Regions from separate parts of the Mus musculus genome. Here regions 2, 3, 4, 5, 6 and 7 are each linked to region 1. The links are chromatin contacts, called in public Hi-C and promoter capture Hi-C maps. All regions are on one chromosome and are shown on one strand. Each heading gives the region's core, a stretch centred on a gene start, on an enhancer-like site or on the middle of the called end of the contact. The rest is flanking DNA. Distances are from core to core; before and after follow the strand shown. Region 1 holds the start of Cyth2 (cytohesin 2). Region 2 holds the start of Clec11a (C-type lectin domain family 11, member a). Region 3 holds the start of Syt3 (synaptotagmin III). Region 4 holds the start of Josd2 (Josephin domain containing 2). Region 5 holds the start of Fam71e1 (family with sequence similarity 71, member E1). Region 6 holds the start of Kcnc3 (potassium voltage gated channel, Shaw-related subfamily, member 3). Region 7 holds the start of Zfp473 (zinc finger protein 473).

What was found. A called contact is a pair of places that touch in the nucleus more often than the background predicts. Capture Hi-C pulls out chosen DNA fragments and counts their contacts.
Region 2: a contact with region 1 is called in a promoter capture Hi-C map of liver, with 2.5 times the contacts expected there. The contact joins the promoter of Clec11a here to the promoter of Cyth2 in region 1. A contact is called at or near these places in 2 of 39 promoter capture datasets (hematopoietic stem and progenitor cells and liver), 1 of 484 Hi-C or Micro-C datasets (uterus) and 1 of 9 other capture datasets (liver).
Region 3: a promoter capture Hi-C map of adipose tissue shows a contact between it and region 1, with 2.3 times the contacts expected there. The contact joins the promoter of Syt3 here to the promoter of Cyth2 in region 1. A contact is called at or near these places in 4 of 39 promoter capture datasets (cranial neural crest, embryonic stem cells, liver and 1 more) and 2 of 9 other capture datasets (adipose tissue and liver).
Region 4: a Hi-C map of B cells shows a contact between it and region 1, with 6 read pairs. The contact joins the promoter of Josd2 here to the promoter of Cyth2 in region 1. A contact is called at or near these places in 1 of 484 Hi-C or Micro-C datasets (B cells) and 2 of 9 other capture datasets (adipose tissue and liver).
Region 5: a contact with region 1 is called in a Hi-C map of B cells, with 6 read pairs. The contact joins the promoter of Fam71e1 here to the promoter of Cyth2 in region 1. A contact is called at or near these places in 3 of 39 promoter capture datasets (liver and pre-B cells), 1 of 484 Hi-C or Micro-C datasets (B cells) and 1 of 9 other capture datasets (liver).
Region 6: a promoter capture Hi-C map of liver shows a contact between it and region 1, with 2.4 times the contacts expected there. The contact joins the promoter of Kcnc3 here to the promoter of Cyth2 in region 1. A contact is called at or near these places in 2 of 39 promoter capture datasets (hippocampal neurons and liver) and 1 of 9 other capture datasets (liver).
Region 7: a promoter capture Hi-C map of liver shows a contact between it and region 1, with 3 times the contacts expected there. The contact joins the promoter of Zfp473 here to the promoter of Cyth2 in region 1. A contact is called at or near these places in 4 of 39 promoter capture datasets (hippocampal neurons, liver and pre-B cells), 3 of 115 datasets of contacts at active chromatin or transcription factors (fibro-adipogenic progenitors, kidney and pancreatic cancer cells) and 2 of 9 other capture datasets (adipose tissue and liver).

Annotation. Positions count from the first base shown.
Region 1 is chr7:45,812,743-45,815,832 of GRCm38.p6, forward strand. Cyth2 (cytohesin 2) reads right to left here and starts at 1,574. Exons shown (of 13, transcript NM_011181.3): 1 at 1,356-1,574; 2 at 267-414; 3 at 105-171. The coding sequence starts at 1,374.
Region 2 is chr7:44,305,546-44,308,635 of GRCm38.p6, forward strand. Clec11a (C-type lectin domain family 11, member a) reads right to left here and starts at 1,414. Exons shown (of 4, transcript NM_009131.3): 1 at 1,074-1,414; 2 at 728-929; 3 at 284-475. The coding sequence starts at 1,220.
Region 3 is chr7:44,382,647-44,385,736 of GRCm38.p6, forward strand. It overlaps Syt3 (synaptotagmin III), which reads left to right and starts at 1,480. Exons shown (of 11, transcript NM_001114116.1): 1 at 1,480-1,530; 2 at 2,160-2,303. It also overlaps a transcript of 1700008O03Rik not described here.
Region 4 is chr7:44,466,369-44,469,458 of GRCm38.p6, forward strand. It overlaps Josd2 (Josephin domain containing 2), which reads left to right and starts at 1,612. Exons shown (of 5, transcript NM_001205071.1): 1 at 1,612-1,822; 2 at 2,439-2,601. The coding sequence starts at 2,456. It overlaps Aspdh (aspartate dehydrogenase domain containing), which reads left to right. Exons shown (of 7, transcript NM_026690.1): 3 at 103-187; 4 at 296-445; 5 at 517-737; 6 at 811-965; 7 at 1,275-1,383. The coding sequence ends at 1,318.
Region 5 is chr7:44,495,028-44,498,117 of GRCm38.p6, forward strand. Fam71e1 (family with sequence similarity 71, member E1) reads left to right here and starts at 1,568. Exons shown (of 5, transcript NM_028169.2): 1 at 1,568-1,703; 2 at 1,888-2,006; 3 at 2,476-2,606. The coding sequence starts at 1,661. Emc10 (ER membrane protein complex subunit 10) reads right to left here and starts at 1,391. Exons shown (of 7, transcript NM_197991.3): 1 at 1,229-1,391. The coding sequence starts at 1,342.
Region 6 is chr7:44,589,384-44,592,473 of GRCm38.p6, forward strand. It overlaps Kcnc3 (potassium voltage gated channel, Shaw-related subfamily, member 3), which reads left to right and starts at 1,503. Exons shown (of 4, transcript NM_008422.2): 1 at 1,503-2,375. The coding sequence starts at 1,503.
Region 7 is chr7:44,746,925-44,750,014 of GRCm38.p6, forward strand. Zfp473 (zinc finger protein 473) reads right to left here and starts at 1,425. Exons shown (of 5, transcript NM_001289836.1): 1 at 986-1,425. It overlaps Vrk3 (vaccinia related kinase 3), which reads left to right and starts at 1,705. Exons shown (of 15, transcript NM_133945.1): 1 at 1,705-1,727.

The sequences.
Region 1 (3,090 bases), core at 324-2,823:
GATGTGTAGAGATCCAGAGTCTGCTGTCTAAAGGCTACCTATTGTCTTAACACTTCTAGAACCAGGGATATGAAAACCATGCCAGAGTCATCTTCCCCGCTAACCTTTTTGGGGTCCATGTTGAATTTCTTCCTGCCCATTGCCATCTTCCGGTTCCGCTGCAAGGTCTTACTGCAAAAGCAGGGTGGGGAGCAGCCAAGGGCCGATGCTTGAGCATCCAGGGCCCTGGCTAAGCCCCATGTCCCATGAGTGCCCACAGGCCTCACCTGCCCTCATTGGCCTCCAGACCCTCCACCTCGCTCATAGCTTCACTTAGCTCTTCTCGCAGGCGCTGGATCTCCACCAGCAGCTCCTGCTTGCGCCGCCGGATGTTCTCCAACTCCATGCGCTCCTCTGGAGTCAAGTCTGGGGGCTCTGGGGACCAGGGTCAAGAAATTAGTTCTGGGGGTCAGGACTCCTGCATCCTGAGAAAGGATTTGGGCTGGGGGCCTGGATTCCTGTCCAGAAGAGGAATGGGTACCAGAAGTCTGAGGAGAGGGAGTAAAACTGAGTCCTGAGTTTGTGTCAGAAGTGCCTAGGAATCCCAGCTCATAGGTCTGAGGATGAATTTCTGGGCCAATTACTTGAAAGGCAACCAGTCCCTGGGATTCTGGACCCATCACCACAATTAGAAACTCCTGAGTCTGAATTTTAGATGCTTTATTTGGAAGCCCTGGCTCCTTGGTCCCAACACAGTAGAACAGGATGCTTGGATATTGGAAACATTACTTGGAAGGACACAGGGCCTTGGACTCATGGCTTCATCATCAAAAGGGCTTTGGGGTCCTAGATCTCGGATGCAAATCTTGGAAAGACACCAGGACTCTGGCTTCTGGATCCACCACTGTAGGGATCCTAGCATGAACCTGGGGTGCATTTCTCGTAAGGGGGCCAGATTCTGGCTCCATCATGATGGGAAAGTTGGGGGTCCTGAATCTTGGGTGCATTTCTTGGAAAAGAAACGAGGTTCTGGTTCCGCCATAGCGGACAACGTGGCCTGGATCTGGGGTACACAGTAGAAACAAGCTACGGCAGCAGGACCCTGGGTCAGGGTCGGAAAGGACGGCGTTAAGCCTAGGTCCGCAGGAAGAAAGCCAGGCCGCCGCTCCCGCGGGTGTACGCCCCGCCCCGCTGCGCGCCCCGCCCCGCCCGCCGTCGCCGGAAGCGGGCTCGGCCCAAACAATGGCCCGGGACCCCCGGCTCTCGACCGCGCCGGAAGCCCGTCCCGCGCGCTGAAAGAAGCCTCGCCACTGCCCTGCTGTCCGCGGCGGGGCTCGGGAGCCGCTCCGCCCGCCCGCCCGCCTCGCCCGGCCTACCGTAGACACCGTCCTCCATGGCGGCTAGGAAGGCCCGCGGGGAGTCCGGGGCGGTTCCGCCGGCTGGGCCTGCGTCCGCGTCGGCCCGCGGGCTCGAGTGAGCCCGCTCAAACGCCCCAGGAGCCACCGCCGCCTCCTCAGCGCCCGTCCTCAGCGCCGAAAAGACTCTCCCTTCACGGCCCAACCGCCCGGCCGGTGGGGCCCGCCCCTTGCTTTGACACCACCCAATCTGCTGCGGGTCTCCCAGAATGCTCCGCCCCCTAGCCCCACAGGATCATTTCCAGGACCAATAGGCACACAAGAAGGAGATGCAGGCACGTACAGCTGGCGATAGACTGCTAGCCTGACCAATCGGACTGTGGGTAGTGTGCTCGGTCCCGCCCCCGAAACAAAGGAAAATCCTTGGCAGCTTTATCCTCCAATAAGAAAATTGATAAAGAAGTGACCAGGAGGTGTGGCTTCATGGAGAGGGGAGATTGCGCCTGCGCACAAGCCAGACTAGCGGTACTTAACCCTCCACCCCCCCCCAACAGGCATTCGTTGTTAGGGGGCGGTGCTTTGTTAGTTTTGTTGTCAAGGGCGGGGTCTCAACCTTGGGTTGCAGCTCGAGCCACACCTCCTGGCCCTCCACGCTAGCTTTTGACCGCAGTGGTTGCCAAGCAACTGCGAGCCACACAGGTCGGTCTTTTTGCCTCCTTTCTCAGGGTAATTCTCTGCAGGTCGCTATCTCTGAACCCTTTTCATACCTCTACATGAGACTTTCCTACATACCTCAAATCTCCTCAGAATCAAAGGATGGTAAATAAAAGCATTCTTTCTTCCAAATGTTATGGTATTGGGTACCGTGAATGCGCGGTGACTCTTCCTCCTAAACTCTCCCTCTTAGCTTCCTCTTCCTAAAATCCTGCCTTCCCCAGGCATTCTCCCAAGACACCCCTTTTTCCTCAGAATCTTCTGCCTGGCACTCTGTCAACTCTCCAAGACCCTGTGCTTAAAGTCCTCCTTCCACCCAACCTTTTCAGTTCCCACACTCCTGCCCCCCCCCCTTTTTTTTTTCTTTTCGAGACAGGGTTTCTCTGTCCTGGAATTCACCCTGTAGACCAGGCTGCCCTCGAACTCAGAAGTCCTCCTACTTCTGCCTCCTAAATGCTGGGATTAAAAGGCGTGCGCTACCACTGCTCGGCTCACTGCTCTTCTTAAACTCATTCCTCCACACATTATTCTCCTCTTTACAGGGAAAGCAGTGAGGGGCCTGTGTGATGGGGAACTCCGGCACACTTGTAAATCCCAGGCCCATGATGGGGCTTCCAGGTCTTGTCCTCATTTGTGTCCCTGAGCTGCTCAGGTGGGGGCGGATTCTGGGCCAGGACTTGGGTAAGCCTCTGGATTAGTCACGGAGCCTCCTAATCCCCTCTGTGACCTTTACGACTGGCGTGACCCATGCCTTCTCTTCTGGAGACCCTGGGTACACCAGTTCTACCCAGTTCTCTCTTTTCATTAGAATCCCATGTCCCTGCCTGTTCAGCCCAACCAACTTAGCATCCTTCTCCGCCATGGTCTCCTTTGTTCCCAGTCCCTGCCCTGGACTTGGAGGTGGGAGAGCTGCCAGCTAATTAATCCTGTCCGGTTATTAACTGGGGATTCTGAAGGATAAAGCAAGATGAGAACCAGAGGAGGGCATGGGTGGACTCAGCACTCAGGCAAGCCAGTGCCAGCGATGGTGCTGGCTCCCAGT
Region 2 (3,090 bases), core at 164-2,663, 1.5 Mb before region 1:
GGGAGCCTCGTTAGAGCAGTAGTGTGTTAGTGAAGTGGAGCCAGGGCCTTCGGGGGCGTGGCCAGGGTGTAGGCGGTTCCAGACTATGGGTGGGGCTTTCAGGGTGTGGCACAGGTTGGAGCAAGAAAAGTCTCACCCACCTCACAATCCATCTCTAGATGTGCCAGCACCTCCCAGTTCTATGTGGACCCTCTGGTATCCTGATACCCGTTTTCTCCAGGTCTTCAGACCTCCATGGGTCTCCTCCTCCCACCTAGGCCCTCTTTGTGCTGCTGAGACTCACCCTCCAAGCGGCCGTGCTCCTGCTCAGCACGGTCCTGGACCTCCTTCAGGGCTTGCACTGAGTCGCGGGTGTCACTCGCAGCATCCCGCAGCTGCCGCAGCCCCTGGGTCAGCTCAACCACACGGGTGTCCAAAACGTGCAGACGGACGTGCAATTGGTGTAGGCCTGCATCGAGGCTGGCCAAGCGGCCCACTGTGAAAAGACAGAAGGCACAACTAGAGGCACAATTAAGGGCTCTAAGGACATGGAGGGCACGGCCCTCAGACTCCCAAAAGCGGATTGGATGAGGCGATCTGTGGGATGTGTGACCATGTCTATGAAGTTCAGTGGGTTAAACTCTTGACAGGCAGACACATCTGGGGACCTTGGGCCCCTTTGATGTGTCTGGCCTCCGAGTTGGGTCAGTGCTTGACAGACAGGCCACCCTGGCTTCTGAATACTCACAGATGTAAGTGACAGTGTCCTCTGGTGTGGGAGAAGGGCTGGGGAAAGGGTTGGGACTAGAAGAAGGTGCTGTGGTGATTTCCTCTTCCTCTTCTTCCCCTTGAGTCTCTGTGGTCTCCCAGACCTCTTTGTCTTCAGGGTTTTCAGCAAGATTATCCTCATTTCCCACCCCAGTGGGCAGCCCTAGGGCCTCCTGGAGATTCTGGGTCAGAGAATGCATGTCAGTTTCCTTCCCGCCTACCCTCTCAGCTCTTTTCTGAACCCATTGTTCCATCTAAACCCCCTTACTTTTCTTTACCCATCTGAACACTTCATCTCAAGCCCACAGTGCCCCTCCAACACTCACCTTCAACATCTGTGACTCCCGCTCTCTCTCCTCCTCCAGGGCACCTCCCCAGCCTCCCTCCCACTCCCTCCCAGGACCTCGGGCTCCATGACCAAAACTCAAAAGCTGAGGGACCACTAGGGCCCCCAAGAGCCAGGCTGCCTGCATCCAGCTGGGCTTCCCAGCACCCAAATAGTAGAGAGGTCAGAATGCCAGGGGTAGGACTGCTGTATAGACCTAGCAAGTGTCCCAGTCTGGTGGGCAGCTCACAAGCCCCTTGGACCTTCTTTCTGCCAGGCTTTCTCTTCTGCCTTCCCTCCTGATCTGCTCTGTCTCAACTTTTGATCTCCTCAGCTTCTCTTGGTGAGTCTCCCCGCCCCTATTGGCTTCCAGGAGGCTCTGCCTCTGTGGCCGGAAACCTCCAACGTTCCAAAGCCTGATCCCGCCTTGGGTCTACCCACACCCACCCCTTGCCACTTTCCAGACCTCTGCTTCTGCCCTCTTTCCTCCCTTTTGCAAGTACAAGCACTTATATGGATAAAAGGAAGATGGGGAAAGTTTTCCAGGGCATCCTTGGTACTGGTAGGCCTCAGCCTTGGTCCAGGAGTCTTCTCAGAACAAAGCAGGCTATGATAGGATGCCAGCTTTGGACTGTTCACTTCTCTCTGTCTTGGCCATTCCTGAGGAGGGGGCACACTGCAGAGAGTATGCTAAGGTTGCTATTATCCTGTGGTCACCGCTGACCACACAGCCTAATGAAGGGGACTCTTCTAACATTCTCAGGCTCCGGGGCTCTCCCATCCTCTACCCAGATGGCCTGTCCTGGCCCTACCAGCCCTTGTATGTGGTGCCTGCTTGTGGGGATATGTGTGAACAGCATGCATGTGTGCTGCTTAAAAGGTGTAACTACAAGATTCTCCTGCAGGCCAGGCCCTGAGCAGGTTGATGCTGGGGTGGGAGGGGTGGTAGTGAGCCCAGTGGTTCCCCCATCAAGGGAGGAGAAGGGTTGACAGTCAGAGCAGGTATCTCCAGTATGTATACTAACCAAGCACTGGCCGTGAGTAGAGAACCCTCTGCAAGCTGCCTTATCCCAGCCTAGACCACTGCAGTGGCCTCCCCTTACTCTCCCTCCTTCTACAGAGCCCCTCCAATCTGGGCTGCTTGCCTGCCGCAGCCAGAGCAATCCTTCCAAACCATAAATCAGATCACATTACTCCCCACGCCCCTGCCTCCTCACCTTCCCATCAGAAGCAGGAGAGAAGCCAAACCGCGGTCTCCTCGGTCCTCAGTGCAGCCTGCAGGGCTGGGGCCTGGGAGAGAACCGTTTTTTCTGCAGTCTCACCTCATCTCCCCTCACCCTCCATCACCACTCTGTCCTTCCTAGCCTTTTCCTCCTTCTGCAAACTCTTCCCTCAGCTCTTTCTCATTACTGAAGCCTCAGCTCTGCCCACCATGTGAGATGCTTTCTCAAAATGCCCCCTTTTCTTCTAGGTATGGTCCAACCAGTATGGGCTTGTTTATTTACATCTGTCTCTTGCAGACCAAGGCATAGATTTTGGGGCTACTTCTGTATCCCCAAATCAAAGCAGGACTTCCTAGCACCTAGTTGGTACTCAGTTAAACTGATGAATAAGACCAATGTTACAGCAGCTTGGTAAAAGGCCTTAAAAATCAGACTTTTGTGTTTAGGTTGCACCGGAGTTCTCAAGGTGTCTGCCTGAGTGCAGGCGCTGAGGGCAGTGGAAGGTTCCAATGCCAGGAGAGTAGATGGCCATGCCTTACCCACACCATGCCAGGCTCATGAGTCCTGCAGAGCTTTAGTCCCGCAGGTCCTGCCAATTCATGAGCCAAAGATCTAGGGGCCCAGGGTTTGCAAGGAAAAAGCAAAGAAGCTCAGAGAGGAGACATGGCAGCCGTATGGAGGTCACAGGTGTGGCATCATGTACCAAGGCTGCTGGCTCCAAGCAGGTACCTCACATCTGCCCTCAGCTGCTGTGAGTCCCATGAGGGGCCTTGTAAAGGAACACACCAGTTTTCA
Region 3 (3,090 bases), core at 230-2,729, 1.4 Mb before region 1:
TTTTCCCGAGTCGCACAGATGGCTGGTTCTTGCTGCAGCTGCCTCGCAGCATCTGAGCTGCCTCAGACTCACAGTGTTTCTTTGAAGATGTGTCACGTGAAGCTGGCAAGCCCATCTGTGTGCACATTTCTGAGTGTGTGTCACCGCCTGGTCAGGCTGAGCTCCATGGCTGGCATGGAGCTGACTAGCCACTAAGGCCGTTCGCCGCACCTTTGGTGGCCAGGCCCCCGTGCATGCTTCCTCAGACTCCTGTGAGAAGATGCTAGCAGCATAAACATGGACCCTGGATGGAGCCAGCTATCTTTTTCGGAGGCTTCTGATATATAACAACTGCAAATTGCATGCATACGCTACAAGGGGAAGAGTTGCTTTGAACCCAGAGTCTCAGATATGCCAAGCAAACACTGGTTTTTTAGGCTATCAGACCAAGCGCTTTGCTTTCCTGGGAGATTCTACTAGACAAAGGCTCCACTTCTCATCAATGCCCCCAGCTCCTCACTGGAGGATTCTAGACAGGGCTTCTACTGCTGCACTACATCCCCAGCTCTCTCTTATTTTTGGACAGGGTCTCACTCAATCTGCAGAGGCTGGTCTTGAACTCATCCGTAGCCCAGGTTGACCTGGAACTTTCTATCCTCTTCCCTCCCCATCCAGAGCAACTGGGATGAAAGGTCTCTGCCATCAGGCCTTGGAAGCTGTGTTTATTTTGTATAACTGGCTGGCGGGAGGACAATAGCAATTGAGTGAGACACTAACTTCCAAGCCACCCCTCTGGGCTGCTTTTGTGTAGATCAGGACCTCGTGGGAGGAATTGAATCTCCACGGGCCTCAATTGTTCTGTGAAATGGGAATACCTTGATTGCATTCATCCTTATACCAAAGTGAATATTCCATGAGAAGCCATCTTCAAAGCTCTTAACTCCTAACATTGGTAATGGTGAGTGGCAATTTTCATTAGCTGCTATTAATGTGGTAAAAACCGGATGCTCTGTGCCTGTAAGTAGTCATTAAGCACCCACTTGGTGCCAGTGTTTTTGATGCACACTGACTGGTTTCTCAAACTACATCCCTTAGGAGATAATTTCATTGTATTGTGCTGGACATCGGGATCTGGGATGCTAAGAGTCTCAAGGGGACTAGGGCAGGATTCAAATCCAGTGCCTGTGGCTCTACCTAAAATATGAGACTTACTGTGGCCAGCTTTCATTCCAGCCTGCTCAGCTGTAAACCCTGAGATCTTGCTCCCTGGAGAAAGGAGTTTTTGTGGCCTGGGACCTCTGAATCCTAACCTTCTAGTTCCCTCAGGTGGCCTCTCAACTGGGGCGAAACTGCAACCAGAGTCCAGGGAGGTGCACACTAGGGCCATACGGATTTTGGCTTTTGGGTTGCATGGGCTGGCGGGGGAGGGGGGGGGAAAGGGCTTGGGAGGAGCCGAGGAGCTGCGACAGGGGTGGGGAGGAGCCAGGCGGGCACCGCGGCAGCGGGCAGGCGGGCGCGCGCGCGCTCCGGGCTGCAGCAGCCGGGGCTCCGGTGAGTCCGCCCCTCCCCCTCCCCCGCCCCAACCTCATCCCAAGGGGGCGGCCCCAAGTGGGGGCGCGGAGGTCGGTGCAAATAGGGGCGCATCTGGAGCTGGGGAGCTGAGTCTGCAGTGCCAGCTGGACGCTCCAGGGGAGGGGCACGTGGCCCTGGAAAAAGGGGGATCTTGATTCCAATACACCTGGGTGCACTTCACCCTTGCCCACCCATCCCCAGAGTATGGGGATTAGTGACCCATCTCATGACCCCTAAGTGATTAGAGCTACGTGACCTCTGGAGATCTTGGACTCCTTTCCCCTCTCCTGCAGCGTCTTGGGACCCTGACATTTTAACCCTTCCAGCACCACTCCCCCAAAAAATCCCATATTCTGCAGACCGGAGACGCATTGAGGACTTCAACTCCCAGCAGCCCTTGCAGCTCTGGTGCGATAAAGCTGCAGTAGCACTAGCAGCAAGACCAGCTGGGAGTTGTAGTCCCTAAGCTTTTAACTAGCTGCTGGGGGCACGGAGGTGGGAGGGGGCGGCTGGACCTCACCGGGGTCATCTGGGGTCGCGCAGCTACTTCGAGTCGGGCAAGATGCAAAGCTTGGGCTGATTTTTTCCCTCCCGATTTGGGTCCCTAGATCAGTCACCAGCCCCCCTTCTTGCCACCTGGCAAGCGTGGAGACCGGTCCGCAGCGGCTAGGCTCGTCCACCCTGCAATCCCCATGGGCTACCGCCCCCCGCCGCCTCGGCTGCCACCCAGGACAAGGCAGGGGTAAGCACAGGTGAGTCTGACCCTGGCCAAATGGCAGTCAGTCTTCCTTAGCAGCCTGGCTTCTCTTGACTGTCTGGCCCTCGTTCTTTCCCTCGGGGGGGGGGGGGGCTCTTTCCCACCGATGTCTAATGTCTAGCTCCAAACCTTACCTTGTGTTACTCCCTCCTCGCCCACCTCCACCTCTCTCTCCTGTTCTCCTTTTTTTTTTTTTTAAACTGACCATGCTTCTGTCTGTCTGTGTTCCCAACTCTCTTCTCTTGCCTTGTATCTGAGGTCTCCAGCCATTGTCTGGTTGTCCAACCTGGAATTCAGCATCTTTTCTCTCTCTCTTCTGATCTACCTGTGTCTCATTGGAAGGTATTTCTGCCCACACCCCTGCCTCCCTGGCTTCACTTCTCTCTGTGTGTGCACCATGTCTCGGATATAATGAAGTACACGCTGTTCCCCAGCCTCTGTCCTGAACCTCTATACTCCGAATTCTGTGTCTATCTTTCCCTGGCTACCCGACTTCACTTGGTCCTTTCCTCTTATCTCTATCTGTCCTCTTAGCTCCCCTTCTCTCAGCTCGGGGTTTCTGCCACACACCTGACTCTCCTTCCTCTGACCCTCCAGCAGTTTCCCACCCTAAGCCTCCCACCAATGATGTTGCAGCTGCCCAAAATGCTCTTACCTGCCACAGCCTGGCTGCCTACTGTTGATGGCTGCCTCCAACCTTCCTTTGGGTCTCAGAGTACCCATCCTGACTTTCAGTCTGTGGCCCCTTGGGGGCACATTCCTTTCGTCTGAGAGTACCTTGC
Region 4 (3,090 bases), core at 362-2,861, 1.3 Mb before region 1:
CAGCCAGGGTAAGCAGTGCTATCCCTCCAAACCCTGAGGACCTGGGAGACAGGAGACCTGACTCTTCTCCAAGGCCCTCCCCCTCCATGTCTCTCTTCCTAGGCACCCTGACCTTGTGGTAGAAGTGGCCCACCCCAAAATAATCCATGAATCTGGGGCACAAATCCTTCGCCATGCAAACCTCCTGGTGAGCCTCCTTGCCCCTCAGTGAGTCCCTCTCTGTGTTGGCTGCATCCCACCCTCCAGCAGTAATCTGGGTCTTGGCCTTGCCTCTCTCTACCATCCGTGTCCCAAGGTGGGATCCCCCTCAGCTCTGGCTGACCAGACCACAGAGCAGCAGCTCCTGGAGGCTTCAAAGCGCTGGGGCCACACTGTGTTTGTGGCCCGAGGGGCCCTATGGGGCAGTGAAGACATCAGCAGACTGGATGCAGCCGGAGGCCTCCAGGTGAGGACTGTCTGGGCTGCCAGACGGAACATGTAAGAGTCTCAATCTCCTGACCCTGCCATTGCTTCCAGAGCCTTCGAGTCACCATGGCCACACATCCTGATGGCTTCCGGCTGGAGGGACCCCTGGCTGCAGCCCACAGTAGTGGGCCCCGCACAGTGCTCTATGAGGGCCCTGTGCGTGGGCTCTGTCCCTTGGCCCCCCGAAACTCTAACACCATGGCAGCTGCTGCCCTGGCTGCCCCCAGTCTAGGCTTCGACCGTGTCATTGGGGTGCTTGTGGCTGACCTTAGGTAAGCACAGGGCGTAGGTGGCACAGCTGTGTACACTCCGGGTGGACTGACTGCACTTCTCTGCCGGCTGCAGCCTCACCGACATGCACGTGGTGGATGTGGAGCTGCTAGGACCCCCAGGGCCTTCAGGTCGCAGCTTTGCCGTGCACACCCACAGAGAGAACCCAGCCCAGCCTGGCGCTGTCACCGGCTCTGCTACTGTTACAGCCTTCTGGCACAGCCTACTGGGTGCGGCAGGCCCCTCCAAGGGTCCCTTGGCGTTTGTGCTCGGCAGAGCTCACATGTTGGGTGTCCCAACCCCAGTTTTCTGTCTTTTCTCATTCTTAGTTCTCACTCCCAGGCTCTATGAGCCTCTCTTTCCCCGCCCCGCTTTCTCTCAGCATCTGGGTCCCCCTCTAGGTCTCTACATCCACATGCCACATCTCTTTCTGAGTATCCTCCTTGACTTGTACCACATTACCTTTTCCAAAACCCACGTCCACCATGGCCACCTGCATGTGTCTGTGTTGTCATCCTAGTTTTTCATTCTCCCCACAGGCTGCTGTCAGCTCACCTCCAGACCTGGGATCCACCTCTGCTGAGTCTCCTCCCCTACTACCCTTACTGTCATATTGACAACTATGGGTCCCAGTAAACATCAGAGTTCAGCCCACTGTTCTCTTTGGCCTCTTTGGTTCCTTGTCCCCACCTCTATGTCGTCACGCTTCAGCTACACACTGAGTATGACGCCATAGCAGCAGCGTGCGAGCTCATACACAAACCAGCCCCCTGAAAGCTATCGCGAGATCACTCGTTACCACAACTCCCAGAAACCTCTAGGCAGCAGTGAGCCCTGGGAGAGAACGAGAACTGGCTGCTTTGTCCGATGGGAGTTGTAGTCCCACGCGGCAGAGCAGCCCCGGAGGACTTCCGGACTGCGCGTCCTATTTAGACGCCCTACGGAGGCCTTCGGGAATCGCAGTTCGGCGCGCGCAAGTCGCCGGGAGCTGTAGTCCCTTTCGCCTGCTCAGTCAGCGTGCTACCACCCGGTCGCTGCCTAGGGAATGCGAAAGCGGTCGGTCCCGGGGAGCAGAAAGGCCGGCGGGGTGAGGGCCAGGCGGGCGACAAGCAAAGGCGGGTGGGAGTGTGCCTGGTTGCCAGGTGACAGGAAAAGGTGGGGGCTCCTGTTGCTTAGTAACTGGTAGAGGGCCTCGTTGCCAGGTGAAGGGAGGCGAGAACCCTGGTTATTGAGGAGGGGAAGTCTTTCGTTGCTAGGCGACCAGAAGAGACCCTGTTACCCAGAGACGGGAAAGGAGGAGTCCTCCATTGCTAGGTGATCAGAAAACGGACCAGGATACCCAGAGGGTGGGGTTGTTCTGTTGCTTGGGAACTAAAAAGGTATTGTTTCCTAGGGACAGAAGGGGTGGTAGTCCATTGCTAGGTGATGATGATCAGGACCCTTTTGCTTGGAGACATGTAGTGGGGGTGGGTCTCTATTGCCAGGTGAGCAGATGAGAGCCTCTACTCCCCCCACTCCCAGGACTGGGCTCAAAAGGTGTCTCTGTGCTCTGGAGACAGCCTGGGAAATAGGGTCAGGGCCTCACGGCCTCCTAAGCTAGCCCCAGTGCCCATCTCAATGTCCATTGCCCAGGGACCCAGGAATCTAGAGAACCGAATGAGCAAGATCCTAGGTGCCTAACACCTCCTTGTCCCACCCCGCAGCAGGAGCTGAGGAGGGCATGTCTCAGGCTCCGGAAGCAAGGCCGAGTCCACCCTCAGTGTATCATGAGCGGCAGCGGCTAGAGCTGTGTGCTGTCCATGCTCTCAACAACGTCCTTCAAGAGCAGCTCTTTAGCCAGGAGGCTGCCGACGAAATCTGCAAGAGGTGACTGCCATTGTTCCCCGCCCTGGAAGAGCAGGGCTCAGAGAGGCACGGGAGCCTTCCTGGGACCCTAGCAGGGCCAAGGCTCCGATCCAGGAGCTGTTGCCTGCCCTCCCACCTGCTGCTTCTCACAGCCTCAGCCCCAGCTTTGGCCTCAACCTCTCTTATCTGAGCCTCTGTCACAACCTCCCAGCTGTCTGTTTTTCTTCTCCTGGTCGTCCTACACACAGCCCCACAGCTGCTTGCCCCCTCCTCTGCTTCTATCCCTCTTTGGTTCCCCAGAACTCCTAGGGACTAGCCCCGGGCCTTCAGGCTGAACTCAAGGCCTTGTGTGCTCGGGTCCTTGCCTACCTTTCTGCAGCTTCATCCTTCGATGTACTCCTAGGCCTCCAACAGGCTGTTCCCATGTTACACAAGGCATTTTTTTCCCCTTCTTGGTCCCTTTGTTTGCGCCTCACAATTTCAACCATCACTTTTGTAAGAAACTTTCTT
Region 5 (3,090 bases), core at 318-2,817, 1.3 Mb before region 1:
CATAGCCCAAAGAAAACTCTAAAAGCTTGTTATTCTCATGTCCAATGCCCGGGTCGTTATCTTTTTGTTGGTTTTTTTGGTTTTGAGAGTCTCAGTGCACAGCCCGAGCTAACCTCTGATTCACAATTCTTCTGCCTCCACCTCTTCGTGCTGCTACTACAGGTAAATACCACCTTGCTCTGCCCCCCACCCCAGGTCATTCAGGTTTTCATTCACGAGTTCACTTCCTTTGCACATGCTAATACTCTGACCATTCACATTGGCAAGAAGCCCACTTCTCTCTGGCACATCCTAGATCCACACTTTCTTTCCCACGGTTCTGAAGCAGAGTCCCACTAAATCACTCCCTGATCCAGACCGGAGATGATCCTCCTGCCTACGTCTGCTGAGCGCTTGGGGTTACACATGAGCACCACCACCATCAGCTTAATTTCTTTGTAATTTTTCTTTTTTTAATTTTGTGTATGGATATCTGCTGCATGTACCTATGTGCCCTGTGTGCATGCCTGGTACCTGGTGTGCCAGAAGAGAATGTGCAATCCCCAAAAACTGAAGTTAGCAGACAGTCGTGAGCCTCTAGGTAGGTGCCAGAAAGCAAACCCAGGTACTCCAGAAAAGCAGTCAGTTCTCTTGGCCCTCATTTCTCCAGCACCCTATTTTTGGGGTTTTTTTGAAACAGGACCTTAGGTAGCCCAAGGTGACCTTGCACCCCACACCCAGGCCTAAGCCTTAGATGTCTTAATTTCAAGCTTCTCCTAGCCAGGCATCCTACAGCACTCTGGCTCCTGAAGGACCTGACTTCTTCGTGCATATTCAGAAACATGATTCCAACCCTAGCACTAGAGCACTGCTTCCTTGCCATATCTTTATTAATTACTTATTGAGTCAGGGTCTCACTGTGTAGCCCTGGTTGGCCTAGAACTCCCTTTGTCCTAGGCTGGCCTCGAACTCAGAAATTCACCTGTCTCTGCCTCCCGAATAGGGGTATTGAAAGCGTGCACCATCACACCCCCATTTTTGTATTTTTGAGACAATCTCAAGCAATCCAAGCTAGCCTCAAACTCCTTGATCCTCCAGCCTCAGCCTCCCAAGCACGGAGATGAGAGGCTAGCTACCACTACTCCACGCAGCTCAGGTTCCGAGCAAACCACATCCTCTCATGAATATTCATGATGGGGTCCATCTAGCGCCCACAGGAGGCCGCCCCGCCCCGGCCACTAGCACTCACCCCACGCGCGGAGGCCCCGACCCGGCAGCCGCTGCCTCGGGCTCTGCTAGGAGCCGCGGCTACCATCAGCAAGAGCACTAGCAGCCGGGTCACCCCGGCACCCGCGGCCACCATACGGGAGCGTTGAGAAAAACCGAGAGCCATACAGCCCGCTAGGAAACACAGGGTTCATCCTGAGGCTCACGCGCCTGCGCCGCACGCCGCGCCTGCGCACTAGCGCCCGTCCGCCTGCTCCCGCAGTCAGGGCGGCCATTTCTCCATCCGGGTCTCTAGGGCTCACGTTCCCGGTGACACCACCTGGGAGAGAAGTGACGTCGTTGACGTCACGGAACGCCGGGCACCCTATTGTAAAGTCACAAGCTCTAGGCCCCACCCTTTATCTGTCTGTCCCAGGCTTCACTCGGCGTTCCTCCCCAGGGCCGGGGCGTGGCGATGAAGGGCGGTCGAGATCTTAAGGCCGCTCGGGGCGGAGCAGGTGAGACCAGTTCTGAGGGGATGGAAGGTGACAAAAGGACTTCTGCCTGGAGGGGTTGGCCCTAGAGAGGGAGCCGGGGAAGGTATGGGACCAGCAATGCGGAGGCCGCTGCCCCGCATGCGCCCTCGGTCAGAGTTCATGTACCTGGCATCCTGGGATGGATGCTCGCGCTTCGCCCCTGCAGACCGCCCCCTGGCTCCAGCCTACGCCCCGTGCCGCCCTGGGCGCCTCCAACGCCACCTCCTGAGCGGCGAGTTCGACCAGCTGCGCGACTTTCCCATCTTTGAAAGCAACTTCGTGCAGGTGTGGAGCCCCGGACCTCCGACCCGTTGATGTACGGATCTCCCCCATCATTTGTCGTTCTTTCCAAGTGATCCACATCACCTCTGAGCCCGCTGGGCTTTTTGTGTCTTCAGAAGCCTTTGTCTCAGTTTCCTTGACTGTACACATATGGTTCTTGTCCTTTAATCCTAAAATCTTTGGCCCACAAGCCTTTTTTTTTTTTTTTTTTTCCTTTTTAGAGGTAATATGGCTGGTACTCTGGGCTTCACTCGTTATTCAGCAGGAGCTCTACCCCTTAGTCACACCCTAGCCCTGCACCGGGGGATTCTAGGCATGTGTGCTTATATTCTGAGCCACATTCCCAATCCCTAACCTACTGTTCATCTCCCCTAGTTCATGACCTTTCACTCTGTCAAGATCCCCAAGACCCAATCAGATTCCTGTTGAGTTCTGTTCTCCATCTATCGATCCTCTTAACCTTTGGCCCCAGGTGACCCGGTTTGGAGAAGTCGCCAACAAGGTCACCATGGGGGTGGCAGCCTCTAGTCCTGCCCTGGAGCTGCCAGACCTGCTGCTGCTGGCCGGCCCTGACAAGGAGAATGGACACCTGCAGCTCCTCGGGTGACTGCCCCTCTAAGTCCCAACTTCCTCCAACCTCCCTGCCGCCATTTTGCCACCCAGGGACCAAGATCACCACCAAACCTCTTCACTAAGAAAAATGGCAGGGCACTTCACAGAGGTCAGAAGTCAGGCGAGATGAGGGAGGACAGCCCTCAGTGGCATCACAGGGTCAGGATGGTGGCTGTTTACACAGTGCTTTCTGCTTTCCAGGTACTCTGTCCCAGAGAGATAAAGTAAAGCTCAAAGACTGGGCCCACGGCCCAGGGTCCCACAGTCCACTGTCCACTCTGCCCCTCTTCCTGAAAACTTGTGAAAATCAATACCACCAAGTACAAACCTCACATAGAACAGAACACCCCTTCCCCCAGCCTAGGCCTTGCCCTGCCTCAGCTGCATGCAGGAAACGTGTACACGCTTACAGGACATGTACATACTGTGGTATTTTTGGAGACCTGAATCCTTTCTCATCCTATCTCAGTTCACG
Region 6 (3,090 bases), core at 253-2,752, 1.2 Mb before region 1:
TGTGAGGTCTTTCCTCTGGCTTCTCACTTTTCCCTCCATAACCCCGCCCCTTCCCAATGGTCCCGTCTGACCTCGTGGCTGAGAGGCTGTTGTCCGTGCTCCCGGTGGCGCTCTTTCCTGCATGCCTGGTCCCCACTCCTTTACCCATCTCTTGGCCCTTCTGTCTGCACTCTTTGTTGTCTACGCTTCATCCCCTTTCTTCCACCAGCTGGCAACTTTTGCCCCTTCCCTAAGACGTAGTGGACCATCCTCCGGGGTCTCTACCAATGAATCTCTCTATTCCAGCCCACCCCCAGCCCCGTGCCCAGCAATGAGTGTCCTTCCCCTAACAGGCATCTCATTTCCAGAACTCCATCCCACCAGCCTGGAGGCTTCTGGCTCTCTAAATGCTCATTTTTAGCGCCCCACTTTGCCATCCACTTACTAGTCGCATCTTCCTCTGGACTATTGAAGGTGTTTCATATAAGATATAGACCCTGTCCATCTGCCTGTGTCTCCCATTCGTCCGGATCCTCTTCGCCCAGGTCTAACCCCGTCTAACGAAGTCCAAATTTGCAACATCCAGTTGGACATGGTGGTGCTCATCTGTCATCTCAGCTACTTGGGATGCTAATGTTGAAGCAGGAGGACAGCGAACCTAAGACCTCCCTCAACTCCACAACTTGCAGCCTCCGCCCCTCCCCAGCTTTCATCCAGAGGCTCCCAGGCCTCGCCTTCCTTCCTTTACCATAGCGTCCCAGTATCTTCCGCTTCGACTGTCTCCTGTGAGTTTTTTTATTTAATCAAGTTCCAACTCCACCTCTAGTTCCCTTGTACCGCCCTCACCCCAGTTGAGACCCTCCCCCCTCATTGTCGCGGCCCAATAAGGATTGTTAATAATCTCTTGGGCTCGCTGCATCCAATTACTCCTACTTTCCCGTTCATTTGCCTTTTCAGTGCAGGTCCCGCCTGCCCGGGCTCTAGGCAATTTGTTTTCTTTTTGTCAGCTTCTCTTGTTGTGACTTCTTTCCCCCCACCCACCACCCCCCAACCCGTTCCTCACCCCTACCCCCACCAGAATTGATAGGCCTTTTTTTTTCGAGGCAGAGTCTCATGCAGCCCAGGCTGGCCTCTATCTCACTTTGTAGCATGACCTTGAACGCCTGATCCCCCTTCCTTCACGGTACCTGGCTCTTTCCCATACCTGGCTCTGAGGTCTCCATTTTCGCTGTGCTGCTGAGTTAGGCATTTTTAGGGTCCCCTTGACGCCCCGCCCTCTCCTAGGTAGGATCCAATCCCTGAGCTTTCTGTGCAACCCCACCTCCTCTAGCTAGGCTGGGTCGGAGTCTGCCTAGCCGTGGCCCCGCCCAGTCGCTCAGCCCAATCAGCTCGTGCCCTCCCTCCACCTGCCCAATCACACCCTCCCATCCATTCATCGCCTCCTCCTGTCCAATCACGTCTGCCTCTCTACCCGGGCCCCGCCCCCGAGACCCTGCCCCCTCCCAGCCCCGCCTCCCTGTCCAATGCTCAGTTCAGTGTGCGTCTGGTCGTTCCGCGGGCGCCAGGGGACCGGCAAGCAGCAGCCTCAGCCGGTGCCAACGCCGCAGCCGCCTGAGTCCTCACCGCCGCCTCTGCCGCCGCCGCAGCAGCAGCAGTGCTCTCAGCCCGGCACTGCCGCCTCCCCGGCGGGTGCCCCGCTTTCCTGCGGGCCTGGGGGCCGGCGTGCCGAGCCATGCCCCGGGCTGCCGGCGGTGGCCATGGGGCGGCACGGCGGCGGCGGCGGCGACAGCGGTAAGATCGTGATCAACGTGGGCGGCGTGCGCCATGAGACGTACCGCTCCACGTTGCGCACCCTGCCAGGGACCAGACTGGCCGGGCTGACCGAGCCCGAGGCGGCCGCGCGCTTTGACTACGACCCGGGCACGGACGAGTTCTTCTTCGACCGTCACCCGGGCGTCTTCGCCTACGTGCTCAACTACTACCGCACCGGCAAACTGCACTGCCCGGCCGACGTGTGCGGGCCGCTCTTCGAGGAGGAGCTGGGCTTCTGGGGCATAGACGAGACGGACGTGGAGGCCTGCTGCTGGATGACCTATCGCCAGCACCGTGACGCTGAGGAGGCACTGGACTCTTTCGAGGCCCCGGACTCCTCGGCCAACGCCAACGCCAACGCCGGAGGCGCGCACGATGCGGGACTGGACGACGAGGCGGGCGCAGGAGGCGGCGGCCTGGACGGGGCAGGCGGCGAGCTCAAGCGTCTGTGTTTTCAGGACGCGGGCGGAGGTGCCGGAGGACCTGCCGGGGGCGCGGGCGGCGCGGGCGGCACCTGGTGGCGGCGCTGGCAGCCCCGTGTGTGGGCGCTTTTTGAGGACCCCTACTCGTCGCGGGCTGCCAGGGTGAGCGCGCTCTCCGAGCACTCCTAATTATCCCAACCGCTCTGTTTCCGGAGCACTCCATCCCAGTGTCCCTCCTCCTCTTGAGCCCTCCAGTTCTCTGGAAGCCCTTCCTCCTTGCAGCTGGAGTTCCCTGCACCCCTGCAAACACACCCCTCTCTTTAGACCACCCTTCCAAGGACACCTCCCGAAAACTTAAGCGTCCCTGGGACCTTCTAAACCCCAACTCGCTGCTGCTCCTAGTCATCATAGATCCTGGGGAACAGCTTCCTAGCTGGATTTCCCTGACAGTCCTACCCCACCTTTCTCACACACCTTCTGAGACCTTTGGCAGGTCCCCAGAATGGCCTCAGCCTCTTCAAAACTTCTCCCACTGTCCCTTGAACACTCCAAAGCCATTTTCTTATTCCCGATCCTCAGTGTCCCAGGTCCCACCCATCTCCAGACCCTCTGAAGTTCCATCTCCATCTCTCCCTCCTTGGAGCCCTCCCTCATTCTCCCTGGGCCCAACTCCTAGATCTGTTTTTCTCTCAACTTTGGGCCTCCTGGCTGTTTGTGATCTTCTGCTCTTAGCTCTCAAAAGTTCTAGAAGATCTCCGCCCCCCAAGGAACCCTCAGAGCCTTCTGAACCTCCAAACTACTGGTCCTAGTCAGGACAGTTTCCCACAATCTAGCTGAGTGTGTGCTGGGGGTGGCGTCTTCCTTTCTAAACCCTTAA
Region 7 (3,090 bases), core at 175-2,674, 1.1 Mb before region 1:
GAAACAACCCATAGATGCTCCAATTTTCTCTTACAGCCACAGATACTTCTACTGGACCTGCTCCTTCTGATCTATCCACAGTTGGTTCCACAGACCCTGAGCAGCAAGGACACAGCCAATTCTCCTAAGACTTCACCAACATCCCCACCCCCATCTTCTTAGGTTTCCCAGAGACACACTGCCCCAATAACAACAGAAAGTTAGCTAAAGATCATGATGACCCTATTTTTTGCTTCACCGTTGCCTCTTTCTAATTTTTCCTTTTTTAAAATTAAACCAAAACAAAGGAATGTTAGCATTTCTTCTACACTCCACTCCACAGTTACCTGGCAAAAGCCAGGTATGCCTGACTCACTATAAAAGGGGCTGCTTGCCCCTCAGTCCCCACACTCTCTTCCTTCTCTGTCCCTTCTTGCCCTATTCCCCTCTCTCTACACGTGTTCATGGCCGGCCTCTACTCCCTCTCCCTACCTTTCTCTGTCTCTACTACCTCTCAACTCCCCTCCCCATGCCCTAAATAAACTCTATTCTACACTATACCCACTGTGGTTGGTACCTCAAGGGGAAGGGATGCCTCAGCATGGGCCCGCAGAGGCACCCCCTTCCCCAGCACCATACCTCGCCCTACCAAACATATCCCTGGCTTCCCTGGCTTTTTAAATAGAACATAACAGTATATATTTGAGATGCTCAAATAATAGATACAAATAATCTTTCCTTTTAAATTTGTTTATGACTGCTTCAAAGTGCTATGTGTGTACACCTAAGTGCCTTTAGAAGCCCAAGAGGGGGTTTGATACCCCGAAACTGAAGCAATAGATGTCTCTGGGCCATTATTGTAGGTATTGGTCGCGAGAGGAAACCCCCGCTTAAGAGCCGGGCCTACGCCCGGCTGTGAGCACTCAAGGGTTCAGCATTCTGTCAGGGCCTCCCACCCCGGCCACAGAGGACTAAGGCCATGGGCGCCTGGGCTTAGTCTCCGTACCTCGGCATGGCTCCGTGTCTCCGTACCTCAGCATGGCTGGCAACCCAAAGAACATATGCTTTCCAGGATCCCAAGAAAACCCAACTCCTCATGAGGAGGGCTCCCTCAGAGTACAGGGGGAAATTCCTCCGAGGAAGTTCCGGTTCCAGAAACTTCTCCTCAAATTTATCCCACCCAGGTAACTCCGCGCCAAATTCCAGGACCCACCACCTGTGGTCTCCACCCACTGAGCCCTCTAGGAAGTAGAGAGGAAACAGATTCATGGCTAAGTGACACCAAGGTTGGATGGCCCACTACCCTGTTATAGGACTACTTTCACCTTCTACACCCCGAAAATTCCATTTGGAGGTGACAGCGGGTTGCCATAGATACAGTTTGAAGGCAAAACTGAGATTACAGAGAGAGCACAGAAGCAAGGAGAGTTTAAAAATGACAACAGGACCTTTGATTGGTGGCTGTCACGTATTTCATCAAGATTGACGTCAGACATGCGCAGTAGAAGGAAAAGCCCGCCCCAGAGAAGGCCGAATAACGGTGAGCAATTAGGGGGATGGACTAATCAGGCGTGTCGCTCAGGCTTCTGGGAAATGGAGTTTCCAGCAGGGCACAGCTTGTCCGGATGCCCTGTATTAGAGGAAATAGGCCGCGTCTGCTCGCTGCTGTCGCACGGCCGGTGGGGGATGCGCGCGCAGCCCCTCCTTCACCCTCCCTCCCCGGAAGTTTCTGCGGGGCAACTGTAAAGGTGAGTCCAAGTTTCTGCTCCGGATCGGAGTGAGAGTCCGGGCCGTGAGAAACCCCGGCGCCCACGGCTTTTTCACAAGTACAGTGATGAGGAGCCGCTCGCCCGGCAGCCTGTGACGTCACTGCCTGAGGAAGGCGGAGGCCGACCAAGGCTGGGGTTCGGGGGCGGGAGTGGGGGGAGCACCCACTTCCTCTGTTTTGCTGGGAAGGTGTTGGGCGGAGCCTGTGAGGAATGTCAGACACTCCGCCTCCGCCTCCACGGGTACCTCGTCACTGGTTTCTTTGGGATTGTGGGGCCCGGTCCAGTCTCTGCTACTTAGGGAAGTGTTAGTCCCACACCTGTGGAATTTAGCCTTTGGTACTCTGCTGTGCTGCGTTCCTGCAACAGGAGCATAGATGGTAGCAAGCTGATGGTCATACGTAGGATAAATGAACTAAACAAATGGGTGCATAATAAAAGCCGACTTGAGTATCAGTAGTCGGAACTGAATGTGCAGCCTTAGACAGGAGACCTCAACACTCAAGATCCGAGCACTTACTGTATGCAAGGATCTGTGCAACAGACACTTATTGTATTATATACCCGAACTGCCACCTCCCCTAGGAGTAGCTCTAAACTCAGCAATGTTCTAGCACTTGGGAGGCTGAGTCAGGAGGATTTTTGAGAATAGTGAATTCCAGGACAGCCCAGGATGGACTACATAGTAATGGGCACCTCAGTTTAATTAAAGCTGGATGTACGCTTGGGTAAGTTTCAAATGCTGGGGGATCAAAAGTTCAAGGTCGGCCTAAGCTACATGAAACACTGTCTTTAAAAAAAGAATCCAGCCCTGCCTAAGGACTGGAGAGTTGGTTCAATATTTGAGTGCTTACTGTCTTCCGGAGGACTCAAGTTGGTTCCCAGTTCATGACTGCCTGTAACCCTAGTTCTAGGGAATTAGGGATTGGCCTTCACACGGGTTCATATGCACATAACTGTAGTGAAAATTCTGGAATTTTCATTTCTTTAAAAAAAACACAGAAATATAAGAATATGTTTTTGTTTCAATCCCAGGAGTGGGGCTATGGGGCTGCTTCTCCGCAGCTGACTAAGCTTTGCCTCCTGCTCCAGCAGCTCATGATTTTGCCAGCTGCACATAGTTTCTACAACTGTGTGACGTTTGGAATTCTGGGAACTTCTCAGAGAGTCTGTAAATACTAGGGCCTCAACTGGGTACCGTGAGAGTTGTTTGGTGGGGGTGGGGGATGGGGGGGGTATTGCAGTTTGTTAGTAGTTGTGCTCAAAGAAGAAATTAGATTCAGAGTTCTTGATCTCTCTCCCTCTGTCCTTCTTTCTCTCCTACCTAGGGATAGGGGGTGAAATG